2 separate regions of the Gossypium hirsutum genome follow, and region 1 is linked to region 2. Evidence: chromatin contacts called from public Hi-C data. All regions are on one chromosome and are shown on one strand. The core of a region is the stretch at or near the end of the contact, and the rest is flanking DNA. Distances in the headings are between cores, read along the strand shown.

Region 1 (3,560 bases), core at 204-2,703, 620 kb before region 2:
ATTCTCCTTAAGAGATTCAACAAAGTGAAAGGAAATGGACGTGCTACTCCCCCACTCACCCTTTCGTGGTCACCAAACAAACCCTAGCGTTCACATAAATAATAGTCACCCTAAACTCCCCCATGCTTATCCAAACAAGGCTCATGTAATTTGTTATATTAGAGTGACTTACTGGGACATTTTTAATTAGGTGATATCCAACATTTTTCATGCAGGCAACCTGTTTCTAATTTTCCAAATCTAACACTAGGACAAACGGGGGAAGGAACAGAAAAAAGCTTAAAAACTTGTGCCACCGATCCAATTTGATAAAAAAAAGTTGTACATTATTTTATTAACAATTTACAGGGAAAAAGTGAAACTGAAAACCATACTGTCAACAAAATGCATCCATAACCCTCAAAAGAAAACACACCTTATAAACATTTTGCTACTATCAACACACCAAAAAAGTTGGTTTTCTTTACTCTTTCTTTTGGGGGTGGAAGAGAGGTTCTTTTTTCTCAACACATGACATCCTTGAGAAGCTTGTACCTGCGTGTGGTAGGCCTGGGAGAAGGAGTGCCGCTGCTCTTTCCTTTGTGATCACCACCACTACTCTCGTCTCGATCGTGTTGCTTGATCTTGTCACCCGAATACTCGGATCGGTTTACGATTATTCCACTTCCGTTTCCACCTGATGATTTCTTTGAAGAGCTTCCATGCCTTGAGTTTCTTTCTTCGCTTTGGCACCAATCACACAGTCCAATTGGCTCTGCCAACTCGCTGTAATAGTTGCTGCAATACCTGCAAGGATAAACAAGTCGTTTCGAGCCATAAAATAAGAGAAACTTAAAAGATTTTTCTTTGTTTTTTTATATAAAAAAATTGGGTATTAAAAAACATGAAATATGGTTTATCTATAATAAGATGATGATAGCTTAGGATGTTGAGTTGGGGTTTTACGAAACCATGTTGGTTGGTGGTGCTTGGGGGAGATGTGGTGGGCATCCAGTTATCTACTTGGTAAGATAATTCAGTTAGGGGTAGCTTTCAAGCCCAGTGATGATGATGATGATGAAGATGATGGAAAGAGAGAATAATACATACGAGTGTTGAAAGCGGTGGTGGCACTTGTTACAGCGGAAGAGTTTGTCAGGAAAACCAACGTCGCCGCACATGCAGCAGACAGTTTGAAGATCCACCATTACTGAAGGAGGAGTTGAATTATATATGCTGAAAAACAAGAGAATAAGAAGAGGTAGAAGAAGATGGCTTGAAAAAGAAAGAAAAAAGAAAAGAGCGCGAGAAAGGGGCCGGAGGTGGGGTGATGAAGATAACTACAAGAGAGCCATACTATATATCTATATAAAGAAAGAGGATGGTTTCAGAATTCAGAGTCGGTGTATGAATTCCCATACATTAATTTTTTAACCATTTATGTACCAAAAAGAAATTGATTAATTTATATATCTTCATAGGTAGACCACAGGTTGCTTGCAGTCGTTTTCAGTTAGAGAAAGAGAGAGAGGGAGAGAAAGATGTGAACCTTAAAATTTATGTGCAAGAAAATGACATTTATGTCCTTTGAGGATTTCTTTTTACCTTTTTTTTTCCATCTTTTGTATATTAATTAATTAATTAATTTAACTTTTTCTGGTTCTTGTTCCTTTGCCATTTACTATTGGCAACTTATGAGCTCCTACGCTACCCCACGCTCCTCTCCTTCCCATTTAAATTAAGAAACATGTTTGCCATCGCGCTATATACCTCAAAACTTCATTTCTTTATTTTTAAAACAAAATATTCATGATTATTTTTAAGTAAGATTAAATAATTGCCCAAGTATCAAATACATAATTGATTTCTGTTGTAAACTTGGGTAATGTTTGATTCATATAAAAAACTTACAAAAAAATGTTTTTATCCTTTTTATATTTGTTTTACGGAAAATGATTAATTAATCAACATAAAAAAAAACCTTTTTTTTTCTAAAATATGACTTTTCTTTTGAATGAGCTTGAATCATTTTTTGAAAAGAATCTCTAATGAATAATTTGATTTTTTTAACCAAATCAAATATTATATTAAAAATAATTTTTTAATTTTATTTTTTAAAATATTTAAAAATAATATGAAATTGATTTCAACTATTGTAGCTGACATGGCACTGAAAGCGCTTTCAGCTGGGCGTGCTTTCAGTGCATTTTTTTGCCATGACACTGAAAAGCGCCCTGTAGGGAGTGTTTTCACTCTCCCGATTTCAACTGCTGCAAAGTTCCCACTCATCCATTAAACATCCCGATATAATATTTTCTAAATCATTTTGCCACTCACCCCCTGCTGTATAAATGGATCATTTTCAACATCAGCGTCATAAGTCAATTTCAAGCATACTGAATTGCACGAAGAGGAAGTTCGCAAGACATTCGTAAGGCATAATTTCGAGCAAACACGTAATTACATCAAGTAAGGTTCGATTTTTGTTGTTCATATATAATTACAACTCTATTTTTCTGCATAATGTTTTTGTTTCCAACATACGAAATAGGTTATTTCGTTGAAATGAGTGAACAAATTAATGTTTTTGTTTATTACGACAATGAAGTTCGTGACACCGACATTAGGGTTATTTTTTCATTGGAGAACACAACGCGATTGGCTTTCAACTCGAACATACAATTGCTAGAGCTCCGTGCATGAATTAGATGAAAAATCATCAAATCCACCTAAATGAGAGTATCGTTATTGAAATATCGATTCTGTGTTTCTGTCGACCCAATCAAATATAAGGATTTCAATATCAAAGGTGCAAAGGGGATGGAGGCGATGGTCCAAATGCATATTGCTAGTAGATCACCAATACTCTAGTTATATGTGGAGTTTGCAAACACAGATGAAGGCGGTCAGAGGTCGACATATGTTCCAATTCGAGAGGCTAGAATAGAAGAGCAAGCTGAAAGTCTAATGACACAATTGTGTGTTGGGTTCACGACTTTGTTAGAAAGTTCCTATTATAATATCCTGGAATCATCAATGGGAAGACACTCATCGGTTTCAGCCTTAGATTTCAATCGTAATAAACAGAACATCTAGCAGTTAGGCTTTGGCGGTAACCCAAAATACTAGACCTAGCATGACACTTAGTTAGTGGATTTGATTTCAACTTTAGTCAATCGATATTTTGCATCGAGAAAACTTATAAAGGTATGGCATCAAGTTCCATCGATAGGCAATTCGTAGGTGATTTTGGTTGTTCCGACAACTATACAAGAAGGGATGATGAACTCGTTACAACCTCTACCAGTGAGAGGACATCCAATCTTAGACATGCTGGGGGGTTTAAGATTAAAAAGAACATTGAATCTGATGATGATCTAATCCGAGAGTTCGAGTTAGATGGTTCAAAAATTACATTATTTTTTAAACTAGAGTCGATTCTAACTAAACCAGAAAATGAAAGTTCAGACGGTGAAGGTCTAGACGAAGATGACAAAGAAGATCCGCGGTTTAAGGTAAATTCACCTCTGATTCACATAAATAATGTGGATCTCTCAACAGAATGTGGGTTGGAGTTTTTA
Region 2 (3,564 bases), core at 678-3,177:
ATTTTGTTTAGTTCACGCTACAAACAACCATGATTTTATGGCCACACTCAAAGGCCTCACACACTGCCAAAGCAAATGGTTGTCTCACATGTGATCCATCCAACCTGTTCACGGAGAACAGCAAATAAAATCAAAATAAAATAAAACCCATTTGAAAAGATGCTAAATTTGACCCAAAAAATGCTGCTTTTGTTTTGTCATTTGAATTCACTTCCATATTCCCATATGGTCCCATGAAATCCATTAAACCTGGATCAAGCAAAGGCACGATGCAGCAGGCACCTGTGGCCGTGCATAGTAAGTTATGCTGATGTGTGTCTCTACACGCTTGGCCTCGAGATCTTTTTTGAATATCATTTGAAAACAATTCAAATGTGTTCCGAGAAATATACCCTTCACTTCCAATAACAAATTATGGAGATAAAGAAAGGCAAATAGCATATAACTTTTCCCGCACGTTAGGTTACATTTCATAGCCAACTCTTGAGAGTCATCTTTGTAACTTTCCGTCCCTTTACCGCTTGCTTTTCGTAATTTTTCTCCATGTCTCCTATCAATACGTCGGCTGAAGATAACTAGATACCACTCTACTCTTGAAATTGATTGGAAATTTGACTTCACTATACCAATGATACAAGGAAGATCATTCCATTGACAGCTGACTTTCTTGTGGCTCATCTTGTCATTTTCCTCTTGTTCATTAACCAAAGGGCCCAGCAGCCTAGTAATCCTTGTAACAAGTCTGAGAATTCCAAAGTTGTTCAATTTTCTAAGTTGCTTGACCACCAATGGCAGGCCAATACCAATTTTCTCTTTCTTTCAAAAACAACTGTTGCTGTAAATAAGAATATACACACTTTTTCAAAATGACAAATTTCATGGTGAAAAAAGGTTGCAATGCACTAAAGCAGTAGTGGGTCGAAATGGTCGGTTTAGTGGGGTTCCTTACTTCCTTTGAAACTTTGAAAAGCTCAGCACAACAATGAGTTCCCATTTTGTTTTTCTTATTAATTTCCACAGCGAGAGATGAAGAAGGGGGTTGTGTCTGAATGTTCACTGCCACCGGTAAATCACGCCTACTCATTACGCAATGGACTTTGAACTGTGAAAGTTAGGCTACCGACTTGCTCTTTTGCCCCTTCAAACGAATTAAAAAGACACCCCCAATTGCCTCTTTATTTTGTTACCAACTTGGATGTAAGAAGTTGATTAAGACAGATATAATTGTAATGGCAATCTTTTATCAGGAGATGTTAAGTATCTACCGCACAAACTTTCTGGTGAAACTAAATCTAATTTGAGGTGATGTATATAGCTCAGCTTTTACTGATTTAAAGTCTTTATCAACATGCGTTTGTGTTCATGTCATGTGGTAAAAGATTGCAAATAGCAGTCAAAGCTGCTGCACATCACGAGCACAGGGTTCTACAAAATACTAGTCTATGTTGATGAAAATTAAATCCATCATCCATTTTTTATAAGGAGAAATTAAAAGAGAGACAGAATTGGGTGGTCAAACCAAGGTCTTATTCAACCATAATGATTTAGTATTACCTTACCCTTCTACCTTTACTAACCCTTTTTTGACTATAGACTTTATATTGAGAAGATGTAATAGTAGGTGACTTATTGTCATTAACATAGTTTTGGAAATCTTTAATTTTCAATATTTTTTTTGTGAACTATTGACTTTGATATAGGCTAAGTAACAATTTAATAATAATTATGTTATTTACTGAAACTGTAAATACACACTTGTGGATCAATAGGTATACATAGTACAAGTTTGTATTTAGATTTTATTTCTCATTTAAACATTGTTTAAATAAAATTCCAAAGTTTTGGTTTAAAAACGATGCCCAGGCGAGAACGATGTAGCCCATCTGTTCCAATATGGGAAGCTATGAAGCCCACAAATAAATGGGTAGTTGAAGCCAGAAATTTGCGTGAGAGGATAGAGCCTTAAACCCAATACTTCATAATAAACAGCCCATCATGCGCCTTACTTAATTTGATACACTTTTTAATGTATTCATCTATTTATATTAATTTAAATTTTTTTTTTCAGATATCAATTCAATTGAAAAATAATTTTATTCAAAAGGAAACAAAGTTTTTATTTTTTATATATTTATATAAATTTTACAGAAAATTTAAATCCAAAATAAATTTACAAATACTCAAATATAAAACACCAATATTTGAAAAAAAAAACTCAATTTTAACGTTTCAATCAAAACTCATTTAGTTTTGTACATAACTTTTTTATGAATTTTTTTTTTAAAAATCCTCACAGTCAAACATTCTTAAATTACATAAAATTAATAAATAAAACATACATGACAACTTTTTAAATCCATTTATGGCATTTTTTAATCTTATCGCCATGATAATAATTTTTAAGTTAAAATATGCCATAAGATCATTTACTTTTCGTAAATTTAAAATTTAGTTCTTATATTTTTATTTTTTAGAAATTGAGTCCCTTTATTTTTCATATCACTGTTAAAAATATTTTGTTAAATTTTAGTTTACTACAACATTATATGATTATCAAGTGAGTATTTTTTTATTATAAAATATCACATTAATAAATTTAACAAAATAAAATTAACAATATTTATAATTCAACTTGAATTTTAAAATTTAAAAATAAAAAAATTAATTTTTTAAAAAATAAAAGTAGAGAGTAAATTCAACAAATTAAAGACTTATGAAATGTTTTAATCATATATTCAAATTACCACTTCTAAGTTTATCGGCTTTAATTTATTACTGCATTCATGTTTTTTTGATACTAGCATACATGTGCAATCTTCCAAATATCCATATATTGACATTAACATATATTAACATATTCTAAAAGATAATACCATTGACAAAGTATTTGTTTTCTTATTGCTAGTGGAAAATTAATGACTAATTTCACTAGAAATTGTAGCAATATTACGTTAGCAAAGAGATATTTCATTCATTTAGTAAGAACGAACTTACGAGGCTTAAATTTTTTACAAAACAAAAACCTAATAAAAGCCAATAACTTATGCAAGAAAAGAGCCTCAAAATGTCATGTATTCAGATCAAAGTTTGTGACCAAAGTACACAGAATCGCTCAACGAGAATAACTGATTAAATTAGACTCATTTAATCTATTTGAACTGACTCGATTAGTGGAGCATAGAGGAAAAACCATTTACTTGAAGCATGGTGACCTAGTGAAACACTCGACTAATTTAGAATTACTAGGATAAATATTATAATCCTAAGGATAAAATTTTGTAGCGTTCAAATTCCTTAAGACTCTTATCTTGTAGATAGACTTTAATCTAACTCATTAATGCAATTTAAATTGTATCATTGGACCTAATAGGGCTCAACTATAAATAGAGACTTTTTCCCTCACTTGTAATCATCTCATTGAATAGTTGTTAAATACTTTGAGACCATTTACTCAAACACATTGTGTGCAATCTTTCTTGTGCCATTTTCTTTTCGCTTATATGTTTGCTTTTGTGAAGTTTCGGTGGCTTAGAGAATTTCTTTTAAAATTCTCACTTTTTCAAG

Evidence for each region. Hi-C and Micro-C count contacts between places; a contact is called where the count stands out from the background.
Region 1: a Hi-C map of leaf shows a contact between it and region 2, with 5 times the contacts expected there. The contact joins the promoter of LOC107952715 here to the enhancer-like site in region 2. A contact is called at or near these places in 2 of 34 Hi-C or Micro-C datasets (both in leaf).

Annotation. Positions count from the first base shown.
Region 1 is chrA07:37,096,400-37,099,959 of Gossypium_hirsutum_v2.1, reverse strand. It overlaps LOC107952715, which reads right to left and starts at 1,453. Exons shown (of 2, transcript XM_016887875.2): 1 at 1,090-1,453; 2 at 280-786. The coding sequence starts at 1,187. The coding sequence ends at 504.
Region 2 is chrA07:36,479,479-36,483,042 of Gossypium_hirsutum_v2.1, reverse strand. No RefSeq gene overlaps it. Among protein-coding and RNA genes, the nearest start is that of LOC107952764, 31 kb to the right of the region's middle. Within about 2 kb of position 1,927, at least 3 of the 9 cell types and tissues checked have an H3K27ac peak or open chromatin away from gene starts, as enhancers often do. A contact at or near this core is called in leaf, where this site is marked.